Regions from separate parts of the Triticum aestivum genome. Here region 2 is linked to region 1. A link is a contact called in public Hi-C data. All regions are on one chromosome and are shown on one strand. Each heading gives the region's core, a stretch centred on a gene start, on an enhancer-like site or on the middle of the called end of the contact. The rest is flanking DNA. Distances are from core to core; before and after follow the strand shown. Region 1 holds the start of LOC123041583. Region 2 holds the start of LOC123045891 (protein NLP2).

The links. Hi-C and Micro-C count contacts between places; a contact is called where the count stands out from the background.
Region 2: a contact with region 1 is called in a Hi-C map of leaf, with 5 times the contacts expected there. The contact joins the promoter of LOC123045891 here to the promoter of LOC123041583 in region 1. A contact is called at or near these places in 2 of 5 Hi-C or Micro-C datasets (both in leaf).

What each region holds. Positions count from the first base shown.
Region 1 is chr2B:535,599,373-535,602,945 of IWGSC CS RefSeq v2.1, reverse strand. LOC123041583 reads right to left here and starts at 1,578. Exons shown (of 1, transcript XM_044464178.1): 1 at 735-1,578. The coding sequence starts at 1,473. The coding sequence ends at 985.
Region 2 is chr2B:536,212,494-536,216,066 of IWGSC CS RefSeq v2.1, reverse strand. It overlaps LOC123045891 (protein NLP2), which reads right to left and starts at 2,040. Exons shown (of 7, transcript XM_044469126.1): 1 at 1,597-2,040; 2 at 1,315-1,505; 3 at 180-1,095. The coding sequence starts at 1,055.

The DNA of each region.
Region 1 (3,573 bases), core at 329-2,828:
CTGGCATAAATACGACGACGACGCGCCACCCATGCAAAACCCAGGTGTGGTTTCTTCTGATGGCGCGACATCTTCTCCTCGATGGACGTTTACGGAGGAATTACCACCTGCGTGCCTGGGTCCTTCTCTGGAAATATCTGTGGGACACCCATGGACTAATGCAAGACTCATATCGTTGTCTCTTTTGGTTTGCCAGAGAAGAAGACATTTCTTTGGCCCTGTTCATGGTTAACCCTGAACCTGATCAGAATTTCAATTGCCACTGTCTATTCAAGCTAGACAAAAACTGGAGGCGGTGACCGAAAAGCTAAGCAATATCTCTCTTTATCCTCTAAGGGCTGATGAATGGATTCTCTGTTGGGGGGGATGTCAATTTCAAGCCAAACAAATTCTACAATTTTTTCTTCAGAAATCTAAACCCTCCGACACACGTCTCTGCCATCTGGAAATCCAAGTGTGTGATGAAGCGCAAGAACACAAGGAATCTTCTCTGCAGGAGGCACTTCAGCATTGGTGATGATCACTCATGCTTGCTACGCTCCAACTAACCTGTTGAAACTAACACTCACTTATTCTTCGAATGTGAGTTCAGTGCTTCATGCTGGGGGATCTTGAATATTCATGGGGACACCTCCAGAGGTATACACTGCAGGAGTGATGGCTATGGCGACTAGAAGGCTGGCATCAGGCCATGTTCAAAGAAGTTGCGATCCTGGCGGCCTGGAACATATGGAAGCAGAGAAACAGACGTCACTTTGATAGGGTGGCACTCACTTCAGACCTGGAGATTCTGAAGTTCAGGGCTAAACCTGAAAACCAAACCCTACTTGAAACCTTGATCGCCTCCCTTCAAGCCTAGGCTCTCCTGTTGTTGCTAATCACTCTTTGTATTTATACTGGCAATACTACGCAAGAAACATCTCTTCAGATTACATCGGAGTAGTACAAGCAGTTTATTGTGCAGATTTACAACTTAACAGAGGTCTAGCCCAAGCTGAGGTAAACAGCGGCGGCGACGCCGGCGGTGTAAAGAGCGACCAACTTCCCAGCTGCCCCGGCGCCTGCGCGGGACACGATGGCCACCCCGAGGATCCCGGCCGCGCCGGCCGGGGCACGGACGAGCGCCGCCTCGGCCGCGCCGGCGAGCACGGCCTCCCTGAACAGCTCGGCCGCGAACTCCCCGAACTGATCCCGCGAGAGCTCGCCGGCGCCTTCCAAGCCAGAGGCGCGCAGCGCAGAGTCTACGCGCACGCGCGCCGGCGGCGAGGGCACCCAGCGGCGGACGATAGGGAGGGAGCCCCGGAGGGCCGAGTGGAGGTGCGCGGACGCGTCCGCGAGCTGGTAGGGGCGGACGCCGGAGAAGGCGTGCTGGGCATCGGCGAGGCAGCGGTCGAAGGCGGCCTCGCAGGCGGCGGCGAACGCCGGCGCCCGCCGGAGCGCCGCGTCCACGCGCTTCGAGGGGCTCAGGCCCATCTTTGGTGGATTGGATTTGGTTGACGTGACGAGATTATGGGCTTCGCAGCGATTACTTCGGAGATTTTGCAGCGCTTGCTAGGTCAGTGTATGTAAAGGCCTACTAGCCCATAACGTTGTAATTGTCAAATTCCTTTTACATCGACCGCGCGCAGGGCCAAACCTTATTCGGCGCCTTCTGCGCCCCTTACTTCGTTTTCCACAAACAGGCGCACGCCCCTCCCCCCCTTCCACTCTGGGCCGGCCCATTTATCCCGTTTTCCTGTTTTAAAGGGCAAAAAAACTCGAGACCTCCTATGTGCCGCTTACTGCGGCAAAATGCTGCAGGTTCGCACAGGAGACGGGTCACCTGGGCCGGCCCATTCGCTGCCCTTGCGGAATGAAAAATAGCAAAAAAGAGATGCACAACGTAGGATTCAAACTCACGACCTTCTATAGATGCCCGCGATGCGCAAGCCACTGCGACACGCGCGCTAATATGTAAGAATTGCAGCGCGAAACTTAAAGAACTATAGGCAGCCGTGAAAATAAAACAAGTTCACCAAATTCCATAGAAATGAAATTTGTTGGCAACAAATCGAACTCTTCTCCTCACGCCAAGGAAGCTAGTCCATAGCCACTGTGGTAATTCCCATACATTTTTTAATTTATAACAAAATTTAAACATGTGAAGATTTTTTAAATTTCCCATATTTTTCTAAAAAGTGTGAAAAATTTCCTGAAAAAAGGAATTTTTGGTGTGGGAACATAATTTAAAAAGTTGAACATTTTTTGAATTACCAAACATTTTTTTCAATGAGCGAACAAATTTTGAAATTTATGAACAAAATTTGAAAAACAGGAGCATTTTCAATAAAAATGAATAAATTTTGTAAAACTGAGAACAAAAATTAACATTCCGAACAAATTTTGAACTCTAAACTTTTGAAAACACGAACAACAAGAACAAAATTCGAAAAAATGAAAACAAAAAATAACATTGTGAACAAATTTTCAGAACAAAAATAATATTCTGAACAATTTTTAAAACACGGACGACAATGAGAACAAAAATTAACATTCCGAACAAATTTTTGAACTAAACACTTTTGAAAACACGAAAAACATGAACAAAATATGAAGAAAAAAATGAGAACAAAAAGAAACATTCCGAACAAATTTTCAGAACAAAAGTAAGATTCCAAACAATTTTTGAAAAAAGAAATAAAATTTGCGACTTCGAACATATTTTGAAATCTCTGAAGAAATTTTGAAAACGCAAACAATTATTGAGATTCTCATCTTTTTCGAATTTTGTGCATTTGAAACAAAATTTGAACAAAGGAAACATTTTCATATGTTTGTAACAAAAATTTGAAAATTCTGGACACTTTTCGAAAAAGGAAAATAAACTTGAAAAATAGAAAGAGACAAATAAAAAGAAACAGAAACAGAAAAAACGAAAAAGAAAAAATAATAGAAAGCCGGAAAAACAAGAAAAGAATCAAAACAACAGCAGAAAACTGGAACCGTTTGGACAGACTGTGTGTATTTGGAAGTGGGCCGGCCATGTTTTGTCGCTGGCTTGGCTGCTCTGTGCGATCGCCCGACACTTTGCTGCAGCGAGAGTCCAATAGGGTTTTCCAAAAAAACTCTGCGCGGGTGAGATTCGAACCGCAACGTCCTCATTTGAAGTTAGCTTCGATAACCAACAGGACAACCAACCCCATATTGCTCAAAATTAGAAATTGTTTGATTTAGAAAAATCAGAAAGTAGACAAACGTCGATGGAAATTAAAAATCTTCATGAATTTTTTAAATGTACACGAATTTAATTTGACCACAAACTTGTAAAAAGTTCTAACATTTGAAATGTCTTGTTTTCTAAACGTATATTTCAGAAAATGATCATCAATTTAAATTTTTGACAATTTTAATCACATTCATTTTTTCAAAATATTCTGAAATTTAGAAGTGCTCATATTAAAAACACATTTTAAATTTAATAATATTTGTGTATTTAGAAAATGCTCTTAAATTTCGAGAAATATTACTGAATTAAATTTTTTTCATGAATTTCGAATGGTAAAAGAGAAAATGAAATTGAAAGAAAAAGACAAA
Region 2 (3,573 bases), core at 791-3,290, 610 kb before region 1:
CCACATCACAGTTCATGTTCCCTTGTCATGAAATTAATAGAATACACTAATGAAGCAGTATACGAGATAATAGACATTGCAGTGGGAAGTAAACACGCTCCTTCATGGGTAAATCACTATTTTTTCCCAGCTAAACATAACTAAATAAAGGAAGGGGTGGGGAGCAAGTTAGAACTTGCCTGCAAGGCATGGCGAAGGTTGTCCATTTCTGCAGCAAAGTCAGGTTTCTCCTTCTTTGTGATAAGCTCAAGCACTGCACAGCAAGAGCCCTTGCTGGGGTCGTATATCGGCATAGCAAGTGATCCTCGAACGTCGTGATGAAGAGCATACTCCATCCTCAGATACTCTGGCTTGCTGTAGTAGAGCACATTTGAGGTCCATTCTGGCACACCGGAGATGAAGACCCTCCCTGGAAGCCCTGGTTGAAGGCCGGTCTCCTCCTTAGCGGAGAACACAAAATGCCTGGATACTTCTCTGTACCCAGCAAGAGCTTGGTCAAGCAGAAACGGCTGTTCACATGTACTAAGCACGACATGCCCCTCCTGCTCAACAGGCATCCAGACCTGCGCAAGAACGCCGCCGCCAAGTGACTTCCTGAACAAAGACAGAGCCATGAGCATCCTGTCAGCGAGTAAGTTGCCGGCAATAGGCCTCGGAACCAAACTAGTACTTCCTTGCTCAGGATCACCATCTGAGCCAAGGTCGCCTGAACTCTTGGCCATTCTCCCAGTCCCAGTTTCAGCTGGATTCACTGAAGATACCAAATCAACCTTTTGATCCCCAGGTACACTGGAATAGGCATCGAGCTGCATATCTTCACTGACACCAGAAGCACGTGGCGAAGATCCCAAGGATGACCACATAGCAAACATCTGGTGTGTGGACGAATCGTTCAGCAACGAGAACAGCTGGTCAGCTAATGAAGGGCTGCCGCAGAGCTCTGAGTACCCATCAAAGTTCATCATGGCTGTAACGCCATATGGATCATCCGACGGGCTGCCGACGCTTCCATTGCATCCAGCGCGGTTGGACTGTGAAGGCATAGGCACATCCATGGCTTTGCTGCCTCGATTGGTTCCAGATACTTATCCACTCCTGTGGGACAATTAAGAGTGCACTGTGTTGGGGACAGATAAAAAGGGTGGCACAGTGTGTGTCCTTTCAAATCAGAATCTTCGTAGTGCAACACAAGGACTGATTTAACAGGCAGAATCTGAACAGGAGACTGCTTTTGATACAGTGACTAAGCACACTCCAAGAATCCTAGATCAGCAGTTCATCATCGGCACAATAACTTAACTCAAAAGGTCAAACCTTTGGAGGAAAAGGCAACCGAAGCAGCTGCAGAAGTCCTGTTTTCTGACGGATGAAGAAGCTAGCACACAAGACAGAAGCTCTATAATCTATCCGTCTCATCCAAAAACGCTCTATAATCTGAAATTGAGCACGAAGGCAATCAAAAGAAGCAGGTTCCGGAAGCTTACTCCCCAAGAATCAGTCGCCGCCTGAAACAACTTCACCAAATCAGCTCCTCCGACGAAACAAAATTCAGTCTAGCTCAGAACCTCCAATTCAAGCCGGCAGAGCCAACCGTACCCCGGCTGGGCCCAATCAGCAGACCACACCGAACCGGAAGCCTCCAAGCCCCAGCTCCGGAACCATTTGCTGGTCCGGAAAAGGCCCGGCAGCCTCCGCCGCCGATAGCGCCAGCCCCGGACGGAAGAAACCAAGCGGCGGCCGCCACTCCTCGGCTGGCGGGCGGGATAAGGACGACGGATTGACGGGGAGGCGGCGCGGTGGCGCAGATCTGACGAGGCGGCGGGAGGAGGGAATCGGAGGCTACTACTACTTGCTGGGAGGGAGACGAGGCGAGAAGAGGGCGAGGCTTGGATTGGAGGTTGGAAATTCTCTAGCCCGGTCGCTGGCTTTGAGCTAGTTGTTTTTCTACTCCCCGCAGCGGATTCTTCCCGGCTCGCGGTCACGGCCGCCCTCTTTAAATGATTAATTATTAGCTGGGCTGATTTTTTCTGGCCTTGGGTTCTCTTCCTCTGTTTTGGCACAGGAAATGGTGCTAGAATGGCAAACTGATACGGAACGAATTCCTAAGCTGCAGCAAAACTTGACGCCGCCAGATCTGTCGCTTCTGCCAAATTGAGTGTACCTCAAACAGTTAGTCCCTCCGTCCTCAGTATGGGACGGAGGGAGTAGCTTTTAGTTTACTGTAATTTGATTTGATGGGGTATTTGTAATATTTTTTAAATGTAATTTAGGCCTTTTCGACAACGGTGGACAATGTTTTCTTCGGCAATATTTACTCGGGTGGGAGACAACTTCCCCTCAATTACGAACACATGTGGTGACTAGTGAGCCCGTCAAACAGAAGATGTGCGGGCTTCATCTCAAAGGTATTTATATTGGTGTATAGTGTGTGTAGCTTCATAAGAAACGGGTGCATGCGCATGTTTGTGAGCGTTTTGTGGTCGTATTTTGTTTTTAAAGAGTCCTGTCGCTCCTAGGATTCAATCATGGGTTGGTGGTTTTACTTATTTTTTTTTTATTTTGAACCCATTGGAGTGACGTCGAACTATGTAGGTTGTATGCAAACTGTCCAAAGCAACTATGCATAAGCTAAAAAAAAGAGCTTGGCATTTGAAAGGAAAATGACTGTAGGCATTGAACATACTGCTGTCTTAATTTCCGTTTTGGGGGGGATAAGCGTTACGTGTAGATGCACTTCCACGGCCACCTACTGCAAGTTTGACCGACCACACCACGGAGCGAGCTCCTATAAAACTCCCACGAATCCATCCTCTCCTCTTGCCACTTGACTTTTTTGTAATTAACATTTGAAAACATGAAAGGGAGGAGAGATTACATTGTTTTTCATGCGACCGCAAACCGTGCAAGTAGCATACAAATCGCTCTCAAGACGCTCAGCATCAGTGGCGTACGTACCACCGGACCCTTTTTCCCAAAGAAATATCGCACTGAACCTCCGGGAAAGTACTTTAAGGTACGAGCATATCTATTGTTCCTTGTTGGTTTAGTCAGAGAATGACGCCAGCGTATACAGGGAGAGAACATTTTCGGGTGGGGAATCATTTAGGATATAGCATTAGCGTGGGCAATCCTCCTAGCGAGCTAGCTAGCTCTAGGCGTTCTAACCATTAGCTAGCAAAAATCGGTTTCGTTGATGGTAGATTGTAGCGAGCCGCCTCACGTTATCTGTTGGGAATGGGGAATTCGGGGTCGGCCATAAATTAGAATTACAAATAGAACTTTGGCCACTTTCAAAGCCCTTGTCACAAGGAACACAAATATGCAAATGAAACATAAATTATAATTTCAGTTTAAAAGATATAATAGATACAAATTTGAAAGTCAAAAGAAAAAGCATGAGAGATGCACAGACCAAGCAAATTTCCAAATCGCGAGGCAATCAGACGGTCAAAAATCTACATGCTCCCACACCTCTGTGCCACAAATCTTCTTCGTGTTACCTTTTTGTGATGAAAAAAATCACATCGGAACAGAAATGGTCAAACATTGCATGTTAGAGGGAAGGCACATTTA